2 separate regions of the Zea mays genome follow, and region 2 is linked to region 1. The links are chromatin contacts, called in public Hi-C maps. All regions are on one chromosome and are shown on one strand. The core of a region is the stretch at or near the end of the contact, and the rest is flanking DNA. Distances in the headings are between cores, read along the strand shown. Region 1 holds the start of LOC100281584 (BRASSINOSTEROID INSENSITIVE 1-associated receptor kinase 1). Region 2 holds the start of LOC100384841.

Region 1 (6,356 bases), core at 1,778-4,277:
CATGGAGCACGCAGGGCGCCATCATTATTTGTCTACCGGGGCGAGCCAGATGGGACGTCGGTCTTGTTCCTCGTAGCCTGAGCTAGCTAGGGGTAGGGTAATGATGGCCCCCCTGTGACGTGGTCGGTCCGAGCCCTGGGTCGGGCGAGGCGGAGGCTCCTCCGAGGTCGAGGTCGAGTCTGTCTTCCGAGGTCGAGGTCGAGTCCGAGCCCCGGGTCGGGCGAGGCGGAGACCGTCGTCCGAGGCCAAGGCTGAGTCCGAGCCCTGGGGTCGGGCGAGGCAGAATTCGTCGTCTTCCGGAGCCGAGGCTGAGTCCGAGCCCTGGGGTCGGGCGAGGCGGAATTCGTCGTCTTCCGGAGCCGAGGCTGAGTCCGAGCTCTGGGGTCGGGCGAGGCGGAGTCCATCGTCCGAGGCCGAGACGGGGCCGAGCCCTGAGGTCAGGCGAGGCGGAGCTTCCTATGGCGCCCGAGGCTGGACTTGGCTGCTGTCAGCCTCACTCTGTTGAGTGGCACAGCAGTCGGAGCGACGCAAGCGGCGCTGCCTTCTTGTCAGGTCGGTTAGTGGAGCGGCGAAGTGACCGCGGTCACTTCGGCTCTGTCGACTGAAGAGCGCGCGTCAGGATAAGGTGTCAGGCCATCCTTGCATTAAATGCTCCTGCGATACGGTCGGTTGGCGTGTCGATCTGGCCAAGGTTGCTTCTCGGCGAAGACTGGGGCTCGGGCGAGCCGAAGGTGTGTTCGTTGCTTGAGGGGGCCCTCGAGCGAGACGTGAATCCTCCGGGGTCGGCTGCCCTTGCCCGAGGCTGGGCTCGGGTGAGGCGAGATCGTGTCCCTTGAGTGGACTGAGCCATCAGGCCTTTGCAGCTTTGTGCTGATGGGGGTTATCAGCTGAGATTAGGAGTCTTGGGGGTACCCCTAATTATGGTCCCCGACAAATATATATTATATCCGTGGCTAGCGCTATTTGTTATCCTAAGTGAAACTTTATCCAACTAGTAATAACTGAACCATCTTTAGTAATTACCTATAATTACTGAATACCATTTAGTTATTACTGATAATTACTGAAGATCGTTCAGTAATTACCGGCCGAAACTTCACCTAGTTTGAAAAATAGCATATATTATGTTCGCTCTATTTTTTCTAAAATTTGAGGACTAATAGATAATTACTAAAAATATAAACTACATAAAAATAGCTTACAACATGTTTGGTTTTCTACTCAAGGCACCACAGTTTGCCTAACCTTACGCAGAAAAGTTAGACATGTTGTGTCGCTTTAGGCAGCAAACCAAGCAACCCCTTAATATTTTTGTCTCTTTCGTTTTTATCTTCTAATTCTAAAAATATTATTAGAGTTAAATAATACTATTAATAAACTATTAATTTTTTTTGACTTTATTAAGTAAGTTAATTGGTCTTTCTTCTAATTACCAACTAAATCAATTGTACATTTTTTATAAAAACTTATCAACAAGTAATAAAATGTCTCTAATTTTGACACAGACATTTTTCTAGCTAAACTAACATACAAAAAATTAGAATTTTTTGAGAACTCTAAATTTAGATCCATATCTTGTTAGAGCAATCAAGTGAAGAGAATCTCTCTATTTCTCTCCTCTCGAACTTGGTTAAATTTGCATTAGCTTTAACTTTTAGACCAAGTTTGTATTGTTGTAAGCTATTTTTGTAGAATCAGTTATTCACCCCTCTATGTGATCTTAAGACGCGGAAGGGACCTGGTTGACACAATACTCAAGCAGAGAGGTGGCTGGAGAGGGAGGGCAAGCTGAGGAGATCTCGTCGAGGGTGAGCCCTAGCGGAGATCTCATGTGCAAGGAGAGAAAAAGAGGAAGAGAGCTGGTCATTTCAATGTATGTACAACCAAACATAATTTGGTATTATAAGCTTACTTTATTCTAGCTACCAATTTTATCTACGATTTAGTATTGAACCTATTTTTCATTGTAAAGCCGAATTGGTATTGGCACTCAATTCAATTCCTCCAGCCCAATATCCACACCAAATAAAGTCTAAGGGTTGGAGAACTCCAATTTTTTCAAAAAAATAATGAACTAATTTCTCTTGGAAAAATGGGGTTCCCAAACTAGCCATAATAGTCTTTGTTTTCCTTGTACCTAAAACTTGATGCTTTGACATAAATCTGTTTGAAGTTTTGACGCTTTTGCTTTTTATTTTTAGTTTAGAAAACAAAAATTCATGTGATGATTTATCATGAGAAGTGCTACAAGTTTATACATTTATTAGATATTATTACTTATTATTCTAGTAGAAAATGGTAGTCAAGCTGACACTTCAATAATATTATGTGTGCATTTTTTTTTCTCTTCTTTCTCTCGGGGCTTCCGTTGAGGCCTGGAATTCCCTATATACAAAAAAGAAACAAAAAGGAAACGAGTCGAGCCTGAAAAAGAAAACTCTTCCATTGGTCTTCTCTCCTTTGTCTTGACATGACCTTGTGTTCCTAGAAACATGGAGCGTATTTAATTCACATTTCCCTTTTCTCCTCTCCGTCTTCCTCAGAAGACAAAAAAAAAAAGACACATAAACAAAAGGAGTAAAAAAATTCGGACTGAAAAGAAATCGTCCATTGTATTATATCTCAGTTTTCAGGTGGCAGGCGTGTTTGTTCCTGGCTTACCCTCCCCTGCTTTTGTGCTCTTGCGTCCTGCTCCTGCCGGAGCGCAGGCATCTTCTTTTGTGTCATTTGCCTCTGACTGACATGGCCCCAGGGAGGGGGGCTGCCTGTGTGTCCTGTCTCTGTCTGTCTCTGCGTGCGTTGCGTTGCGTTGCGCACTGCCCCCACAGTGCCACTGCCATCTCGCTCGGCTTTGGTTGCCTAGCTGCCTTTCTCCCACTCTCTCTGTATGGACTCACTGTGGCGTGGGGGAGAGAGAAGGCTGCCCTGCCCTCTGCACTGCACCGCACCGCACCCCCACCTGCACTGCGTTTGCATGTTTTGCTTGGCCTCACGCTTGTTCCATGTTTGAACATACCACACCACATTGCACGCAGGAGGACCGGCCGCCACTCTTTCTCGCTCTCTTCTCTTCTCTTGGCTCCAGCTCCACCCACCTCTAGCTGCCTCCCTTCGGCAATGGAGGAGGCGCCACCATCTTCTTCTCCCCCCTCCCCTCCTGTGATGCTACTCTTGCTGCTGCTGCTTATCGTCTCCTCCCCTTGTAGCTCTAGCGCCCTCCTCTCCCCCAAGGGCGTCAACCCTGAAGGTTCTGTCATCTCTCTCTCTCCTTTTCCTTCTTTCCTGTTTCCTCACGTACTCTGCGACTACAGCAGTACCAGTTTCTATCTCTGTTTCGTTTGCCTCAAACAGAATCGTTGTTTTCGACGGCGAATAGAAATGAAAATCAAGGACTCCACTCACTGTCAGCTGTCTTCGTCGTCGCGTTGCTTCTTAGTTGCATTGGTGGGACCTCAGCTCACTGGGTTAATTCTCTGGTATATGTGTGTATGATGTTGTGCAGTGCAAGCTCTGATGACGATCAAGAACACGCTCAAGGACCCCCACGGCGTGCTCAAGAACTGGGACCAGGACTCCGTGGATCCCTGCAGCTGGACCACAGTCAGCTGCTCGCTAGAGAACTTCGTCACCGGACTGTAAGCATCATTCCACTCCCTCGATCGATCTCCCATCCCATCTGCACAACTCATTCCCCGTGTCCATGTGTTCTTACTACCGATGTTTGTGGCTGTTTGATCGTTTGGCAGGGAGGTCCCAGGTCAGAACCTCTCTGGCCTGCTCTCCCCAAGCATAGGGAACCTGACGAATCTTGAGACTATGTGAGTGTGTTACTTCCTTCTCGCGTTTCTGCTTTCAGTCAGTGTGCATGGACGTGTGGTGTGGTTCCTTTTTTTTTTTTTTTTTTTGGCTGGAGCGAGGTTGATCGTTTGCTTCCCTTCCCTGCTGCTGCAGTCTCCTGCAGAACAACAACATCACCGGCCTAATCCCAGCAGAGATCGGCAAGCTTACAAAGCTCAGGACACTTGATCTCTCTAGCAACCACCTGTATGGCGCAATCCCCACTTCTGTGGGCAACCTTGAGAGCCTGCAGTACTTGTGAGTGCATGCAAGCCTCTCATTATGTACTTCTCTTCTCCAGCTATGATAACCTGGGTTTGTTGCCATGTCCAGGAGGCTCAACAACAACACCCTGTCTGGCCCATTCCCTTCAGCATCAGCTAATTTGTCCCAGCTTGTTTTCCTGTGAGTATAGTTTCTCACTGTTTAATTTGTGTTTGCTATTATATTGTTTTTGGGTTTGTTCTCACTGTACACCACCGTGTCTTTCAGAGACTTGTCATATAATAATCTGAGTGGTCCAGTGCCGGGATCTTTGGCAAGAACATTCAAGTAAGGCTAGAATTTTGTGTCTGCCACTTCATAATATAAATTTCACATCCGACGAATATGACACTTGAACATGAAATGTTAGATTGAAGGCTATTCTTCCATTGATGTTCTTGCAGCATAGTTGGGAATCCTCTCATCTGCGGCACCAACAACGCCGAGAGAGATTGCTATGGGACTGCCCCAATGCCGCCATACAACCTCAACAGCTCACTGCCTCCGGCAATAATGTCTAAAAGCCATAAGTTTGCAATTGCATTTGGTACCGCAATTGGCTGCATCGGCCTCCTCGTCCTCGCTGCCGGGTTTCTGTTCTGGTGGAGGCATCGTAGAAACCGGCAGGTCCTTTTTGATGTCGATGGTAAGGAGACCTCCCTCTATGGCTCTATCATTTTGTAGCCTGCTGGGAGGTTAACAGTTAATGATGAAACTGCTCTCGGAATGGATTGGCTGGCCACATGCAGATCAACACATGGAGAACGTTAGCCTCGGGAACGTGAAGAGGTTCCAGTTCAGGGAGCTTCAGTCTGCGACAGGCAACTTCAGCAGCAAGAACATACTGGGAAAAGGTGGCTTTGGATACGTCTACAGAGGGCAGTTCCCTGACGGAACTCTTGTGGCCGTGAAGCGACTCAAGGACGGCAACGCCGCGGGCGGCGAGGCCCAGTTTCAAACCGAGGTCGAGATGATCAGCCTGGCACTGCACAGAAACCTTCTCAGGCTCTATGGGTTCTGCATGACCGCCACAGAGAGGTTGCTGGTCTATCCATACATGTCTAATGGAAGCGTCGCGTCGCGCCTCAAAGGTAAGCTTTTTTTCTTCTTCTTCTTCTCAAGATTCCAATGTGAACTTGCAGTAGTGCAGAACAGATTCTCTCTTCTTCTTCGGAAAGTGACTGGAATCGGATTCTAGCTAGCACTTCCTTATTCTTCCTTCCAGTTGACAAATGTTGGCACAGCTAGCAGTACCACAAGCATACGATTCCTATCCTCACTTTATTCCACAATGATCGCTACGCCTACAGGGAAGCCACCTCTGGACTGGGTGACGAGGAAGAGGATAGCTCTCGGGGCAGGGAGGGGGCTGCTGTACCTGCACGAGCAGTGCGACCCCAAGATCATACACAGGGACGTCAAGGCTGCCAACATCCTGCTAGACGACTGCTGCGAGGCCATTGTCGGTGACTTCGGGCTCGCTAAACTCCTCGACCATCGGGACTCCCATGTCACCACTGCGGTGCGGGGCACTGTCGGCCACATCGCGCCCGAGTACCTCTCCACTGGCCAGTCGTCGGAGAAGACCGACGTCTTCGGGTTCGGCATCCTGCTGCTGGAGCTCGTCACCGGTCAGACGGCGCTGGAGTTTGGGAAGACGGCAAACCAGAAGGGAGCCATGCTGGACTGGGTATACGAAACCGAAAAAAATTAATCTACAGGTCATGCGTGTTTTTTTAACCCATCGAACGGAACAACGAGAGTCATGTCGATCGGTTTCGTTGTTTGATTCATCAGGTGAAGAAGACGCACCAGGAGAAGAAGCTGGACGTGCTGGTGGACCAGGGGCTGAGGGGCGGCTACGACAAGATGGAGCTAGAGGAGATGGTGCGAGTAGCGCTGCTGTGCACGCAGTACCTTCCCGGCCACCGGCCGAAGATGTCGGAGGTGGTCCGGATGCTGGAAGCAGGGGAAGGGCTCGCAGAGCGGTGGGAAGCCTCGCACTCGCAGTCGCAGAGCGCGGACTCGCACGAGTTCAAGGTGCCTGACTTCACTTTCAGCCGCTGCTACTCTGACCTTACCGACGACTCGTCGCTGCTGGTGCAGGCCGTCGAGCTGTCGGGCCCGAGATGATGATGACGACGACGCCGCCGCCAGTTTGCACTTTGTACAGCATGCATATTAAGGACCGAGAATCCTGTGTGGACTACCATACTAGAATAGCTAGCTATAGATGTGTATTAGATTAACTGTAC
Region 2 (6,356 bases), core at 2,525-5,024, 370 kb before region 1:
CAAATGCGTAACAGAGTAATCAGTCGAATACACTTCATGGACATTTCATCTAATATGTTCATCAATGAGCTTACTGTTCCTTTTCTAACATAGGAGAGAAACTGTAGCCAGCATGCACAATTTGTACCTGGCACAGTTCCATCCTTAGTATCAGTCTTCTTAAGAATATAATTAAGCAATTCTTTCTTAATGAGAAGATTAGCAGATAATACTTTCATCAGTTATTACAACCAATAAACAAAAACTTGTGTACTTTAACCAATAGGGAAGTTTCAGATCCAACCTTCCCATCTAGATTTTGAGTATTCGCGAAAGGGTTTCTAGCTGAGTTGGTTAGGTGGTCTTAGTAGCACTCCTCAGGACCTGGGTTCGATTTCCCGTGGGAGCGAATTACAGGTTGTGGTTAAAAAAAATCCTCTCGTCTGCCACACGCCAAAACACAGGTCTAAGGCTCGGCTTCAGTCGCGGTCGTTCTCATATGGGCTTCGATGCCGCTTTGTATGGGTGGGACAGGGGTTCGAGTGTTTTCTCGACCTGTGTGAGAAGATCTTCTTCTTAATACAATACTCGGGGGGCTGTCTTACCCTGCATGTCGAGTTTTTAGATTTGAGTATTCCAGATATATTTGCCCCTCTATATTTGTAAACCACTTACAAGCAATTAATATTAACTACAACTGATGTTACAAAATGCAATATGGTAGGGCATGTTTCTGATTTCATCGCTTATCCGCATGCCATCCTTTGCTCTACAACCTTCTATACATATACTGCAGACTATGCTCATAAGCCATTTTTTTGTGCTTGTAAGTCAGAATTACAGAGGAATGTTCTGAAGGCTGTCCTTCAGAGACAGGCGCAGAAGCTCTAGACTCTGCCTCCCTCTGAATAGGCCATATGGGTAGTAACTCTGTAACTTTTCTATTCACACTGTCTCAGATACAATCCAATATCCACTATTTTTTAAATTCCATCGGTTCTCTAAATCAATTCCTATGGATTTACTTCCCCTAAACTATGACACTAGATTATTTGTGTAGCGAGAGTAAGTATGTGAGAATATAGCTGGTGCATTTATATGGTCGATATTGTACATGATTATTAATTTTTGCACATGAACCCATTCCATTGCATACCTTGATTGAAGACTGAGAGAAATGTCCAAGGTCCGCATACATAGCTTCAGAACCTAAAGTGTTTCGACAGTTTTGAAGTGTCAATGCATCTTCATCATTTATGCAAAGTGGCAGAGTCGAAGTGTGGCATGCAATCGCCTAGGAGTATCTTGTTTCCTTACCGGTTACACATAAAAGGATCCCACCCAGTGACATCCAGCCTCCAACTTGTGTCTTCTGGAGAAATCGGTACATGTAGTATGGTGACAGGGCTTTATAGATATGGGGATTCCAAATGAAGATGTTGTAGACCCCTATGGTGCTTATGCAGAGAAGCCACAAGCAAACAATAGGCGCGAAGAGGAATCCGACCCTGTGCGTGCCGAAGTGTTGCAAGGCGAACAAGCCTACCAGGATCACACATGTTACTGGAAGCAAAACATCTGCAAATCAACATGTCAAAAACAGAAATCCACTTTTCAGACACGAAACAGAAAGGTCACAATCCAAGCAGCAATCAGACCAGAACCAGCAGGTACCACATCGTCATCAAGCAACAGTAAACGAAACATGATCAAGAAGAAATAAAATCGACCTACATTGGTGCTGTTCATTGACCATTGACAGCTTGAGCCCCGAAACCGCTGAGAACACTGAAAAGAGAAACAGAAGCACATGTCAGATTCTTGGTACCAACCAATGGATATTGACGACAGTTAAGGCAAGGAGGGGAGGTGCGACCGGAGACAGCAGGGGTGAGCACGCCGTCGCCGATGACCATGGACGTCCCGAGCAGAGCGAACAGCAGCAGCAGCCACTGCAGCTCCCTGCGCTGCTGCAGCGCCGCGCGCACGCTCGACGCTGGCGGCGGCAGCGCGCCGTCGGGCTGGTCCTTGAGCTCGTCGACAGCGCTGTCGCCGACGCCAGGGAGGAGCCCCGCGCGGACCCGGCGGCATATGAGGGAGTAGAGCGCGAAGGTGCCGCCCTCGCCGTCATCGGCGGCGCGCAGGACGACGAGCACGTACTTGAGGAGCGTAATGAGGGTGAGCGTCCAGAACACGAGCGACAGCACGCCGTAGATCTCTTCGTTGCCCTCAGAGTGCTCGATGTCGCCGCCGGCGAAGGCGCTCTTGTACACGTAGAGCGGCGACGTCGCCAAATCGCCGTACACGACGCCGAGGCTCTGGTAGGCTAGCACCAGCTCTGACCGCCATGACTGCAACCCCACCAAGAAAACAAAAGAAACTCCCATCACCATGCCGCTCAAACCACCACACAAAACAAAAAGGAAAGAACAAAAAAGAAAATCGAATCTTTCAGACGGAACCCGAGAGAAAAAAAGGCGACCGGCCGGGCTCACTCCCACCTTCTTGCGCGCACCCGCGGCGCCGCGGCCGCTCTCTGCATCCATTCGCCCCCCCTGACGCAGCAGCAGCTCAAGGCGCCGCCTTTCCTGCGCCCATGCACGCTAATTGAGAGCGGGGGAGCGAGAATTTGGGCGAAGATTTCTCGGCTTGGAGTCGTCTTGTGAGAGGACAAGCAGGACAGTCCGCAAGCGGCACCTCCTTTCCTTCCTGTGGCAAGCCTCCTGCAACAACCAACAGATCTTGCCGTGCTCGCTTCAACCCTCGCAGCTTTTTACTTGGCAATTGCCACTCATGGTCAGGAAGAAATCGAAATCCAAGTCCAAGGAGCGGGGCCAGGACAAGCAAGAACAGGGATTGGAAAAAAGGCAAAAACTGGCTTCTACTGTAACCCTGTTCCTCCCAAACTTCTCTGCAGCAATCTTTTACAATCGCGAGACCTGCGTAGGTACTTTTTATAGCTGCGGTTGCAAGGGTCAGCAGGTGGAGACAGACAAGGATGTTCTTGGGGAAAAAAGTTTTAGAACCTTGGTCGTGGGAGGGGGGAGTGTGTGGGTGGTGAGGTAGTATCAGCAGGTACGAGTATTCGGCAGGGACTACGGACGTATCACTGGCAAAGTTGATCTGCGGTTGCTCCTTTTAGACCTGTGCCGCCGCGGGTGGGATCTCCGGCTGTGACTATCGCTGCCAAAGATAAGCTGCTTTCTGCAGCCAATTCCATTCCGCCATCGTCTCATTCCGAAGCTTTCACCTTTCTGGTTTTCCAATTGGAAAGGCGATGACACACCGTCATCAGCAAGTCGTCGCGCGGTAACTCGCAGGCAGTTTCTAATCGACGCGACGCGATCAAAAGTCCAAGAAAGTAGGAAGAACCGAGCCGGGAACGGATCGACACCTCTGGTCTGGTCTGACGTCTGGTCTGATCGTAACGGCCGTCGCTCTCCGGAGATTGCCTGTTACAGTACCACATAACAGCTGGTGAGAACCCGTCAATCCAGCGGCTGGCCGGCCGGCATGAGAAAAAAACAGAAAAAAAAAGAAATAGCATGTGCACCGGCGTGCGTGGAGCGTCGGAGGGCGAGACGGCGACGGAACCTTGAGGGAAAATACGCCTGGACGCCAGGCAGCCCGGCGTGCGCTGCGCTGCGCTGGTGCCGGAGCCGTACGCGCGGCCGGTGGCTCGCGAAAGCGACGCCCTCCGCCCCGCGGGCCCGATGCCGTGGTGGGCCGCGCCGCCGCGTCACCGGTATCGGCTTTGGGATTTTGTTAGGTCTTAGGTATGTGTCCGCCTGTCTGCTGCGGCGACCTGCGTTGCATTGCGTCCGGTCCGATGGCCGATGCGGTTCCGTTCCGGGGCTAAAAAAATAAATGCGGGCGGGGGGCGTGGATGCCGGTGAGGATCGCTCCTTTCCTTTTCAGGGATTTCCTCGCATGTCGTCGTCACTGCCAGTGACGTGCCAATCTGTCGGAGTCAGTGAGCAAATAAAGTAAACGGTGATTTTGTTGCGTGCTAGGACTGGGAAATGCCGGCTAGGCGATTGTTGCTTAGGCTATCCGCCAGTTGGCGAAGCCACGTATTGGCATGTGGATGCGGATGCACCCCCCCAAAATCCAAAAACAAGTTATTAAAATCAGATTTTGACCCCGTATGCACCCTCTTGGGCCAATATGCTGCACCCCCCACAGCCCAGCTCAAGCAGCAAGCCCAGTTAACTTGAGCCCATCACAGGAAGCCAGGAAGATGGAAAGTGCAGCGCGTATACGTGTTTTCCCTCGAGGCTCGCTGCTCGCATCCGTCGCGGCGGCGGCCGACGGTCTCTCTTCCCATCCGTGCCTGTGCACTGTGCCTCTGCTTTCTGTGATCCGGCGATCGGCGAGTCGGCGACTCCTGTGCCTCAGCCAGCGGAGCTGTGGAGCACCTCTGCAATCCGGTCGGCGGCAGCTAGCTGCATGCCTGCATCTTGTACGAGCGCTGCTTGAAGTTGCAGAGGTACATAAAGCTGCTATCTATTTATTTCTTGTAGATATTTGCCTCTTTCTTTCTCAAGTTATTTAATCTCTATTTATTTCTTGTAGATATTTGCCTCTTTCTTTCTAAAGTTATTTACTAGACAGTGTATATACAGATTAATCGATGGAAAGATTTTTCAAAAGAAAAGCGCCAGAGCCAGATAGTGCCAACATTGCTAGCAATCTGTGTTTGGATGATATCAACTGGGAAGAGGAGATTAAATATGATCCAGGTTTGCGGAAACAAATAGATGACTACCATCCTAATCTCAGAGAAATGGTGAGAAGAAAGTACTTGGAAAAAGGGCCTTGTCAACCTCGCACATGTAGTTTTCCTGTAACAAATATTGGAGGAGGGCCAAGAAGGTTTATTCCAGATTGGTTTGATGAGTTTGGAAGTTGGCTTGAATACAGTGAATCTAAAGATAGAGCGTATTGTTTTTCCTGTTTCCTATTCAGAGGAAAGAAAGATGGTGGATATGAAGCTTTTGTGAAAAATGGTTGGAATGGTTTTCACAGAAAACAAAGGCTGAGAGAACATGTGGGTGATGTTGGTCGCTCGCACTATCTAGCAATGAAGAAGTGTGATGATTTGTTGCAAACAAGACAACACATTAATGTGGCTTTCCGTGGTGTAAGTGAAAGTGCTAAGAGGGACTATATGATTCGACTGAATGGGTCTATTGATGTCGCTAGAATGTTAGCAAAGCAAGGCTTGCCTTTCCGAGGCCATGATGAGTCAAAGGATTCCCTAAATAGAGGGAATTTCAGGGAATTTCGTGATTTTGCAGCGGAGCAAAATCCAGTATTAAGGAAGGCAACAAGTAAAGGAAAATCAGAAAATAGTCTTTTGGTTTCTCCTGAAATACAAAGGGACATTGTGCATTGTTTTGCAAAGGAGGTGTTACAGGCTATTCTAGAAGAAATTCGGAATGATGTTTTTTGCTTGCTAGTTGATGAGTCAAGAGATGTTTCTTGGAAAGAACAAATGGCTGTGGTCTTGAGATATGTAGATAAATGTGGAATTGTGAAAGAAAGATTTGTTGGACTTGTTCATGTAAGTGAAACAACTTCAGCCCATCTTAAGTCTTCCATTGATGCACTATTTGCTGAGCTTAACTTAAGTTTGAAGCAAGTTAGAGGCCAAGGATATGATGGTGCTAGCAATATGAGAGGTGAGTTCAATGGCTTGCAATCATTGATCATGAGAGAAAATAGTTCAGCTTATTATGTGCATTGTTTTGCTCACCAACTCCAATTAGTCCTTGTGGCTATTGTGAGAAAGCATAAAGGGGTTAGTGATTTTTTTACCAAGGTTTCCATATTATTAAATGTTGTTGGTGGATCAGCTAAGAGAAGGGAAATGATTAGAGATATTAACCTTAAAGAAATGAGTAAGGCACTTGGGTGTGGGCAACTTCAAACTGGTACAGGGTTAAATCAAGAGCAAAGTGTTCAAAGACCTAGAGATACTCGTTGGAGTTCTCATTATAAATCTCTGAAGAGTATAGTTGACATGTTTTCTACAATAATGAAGGTACTAGAAATTGTGGAAAAGGATAAGGACTGGAAAATTAGAGATCAAGCATCAAATCTTCGGGAGTATTTCCAGTCTTTTGACTCCATCTTCTATTTGCATCTCATGTTGACTATATTAGGAATCACAAATACCTTGTGCTTAGCACTGCAGCGCAAGGATCAAGACATAGTGAATGCTATTAACTGTGTGAGAGCCACTAGATGCCAATTAGATGAGCTTAGAAGAGAAAAGTGGGAAAAACTAATAGATGATGTGTATGAATTTTGTGAGAAGAATGATATTGCCAAATTGGAAATGGAAGATGAATATATTGATCCAAAGAAGAGGA

Evidence for each region. A called contact is a pair of places that touch in the nucleus more often than the background predicts.
Region 2: a contact with region 1 is called in a Hi-C map of ear, with 2.5 times the contacts expected there. The contact joins the promoter of LOC100384841 here to the promoter of LOC100281584 in region 1. A contact is called at or near these places in 2 of 25 Hi-C or Micro-C datasets (ear and tassel).

Annotation. Positions count from the first base shown.
Region 1 is chr6:126,751,240-126,757,595 of Zm-B73-REFERENCE-NAM-5.0, reverse strand. LOC100281584 (BRASSINOSTEROID INSENSITIVE 1-associated receptor kinase 1) reads left to right here and starts at 3,027. Exons shown (of 10, transcript NM_001154503.3): 1 at 3,027-3,247; 2 at 3,503-3,635; 3 at 3,747-3,818; 4 at 3,952-4,095; 5 at 4,171-4,242; 6 at 4,330-4,389; 7 at 4,506-4,747; 8 at 4,851-5,192; 9 at 5,412-5,791; 10 at 5,899-6,356. The coding sequence starts at 3,118. The coding sequence ends at 6,234.
Region 2 is chr6:127,125,694-127,132,049 of Zm-B73-REFERENCE-NAM-5.0, reverse strand. LOC100384841 reads right to left here and starts at 3,774. Exons shown (of 10, transcript NM_001362559.1): 1 at 3,533-3,774; 2 at 2,481-3,431; 3 at 1,856-2,330; 4 at 1,714-1,767; 5 at 1,297-1,557; 6 at 1,136-1,188. The coding sequence starts at 2,525. It overlaps LOC103629969 (zinc finger MYM-type protein 1), which reads left to right and starts at 4,134. Exons shown (of 2, transcript XM_020540188.3): 1 at 4,134-4,468; 2 at 4,605-6,356. The coding sequence starts at 4,613.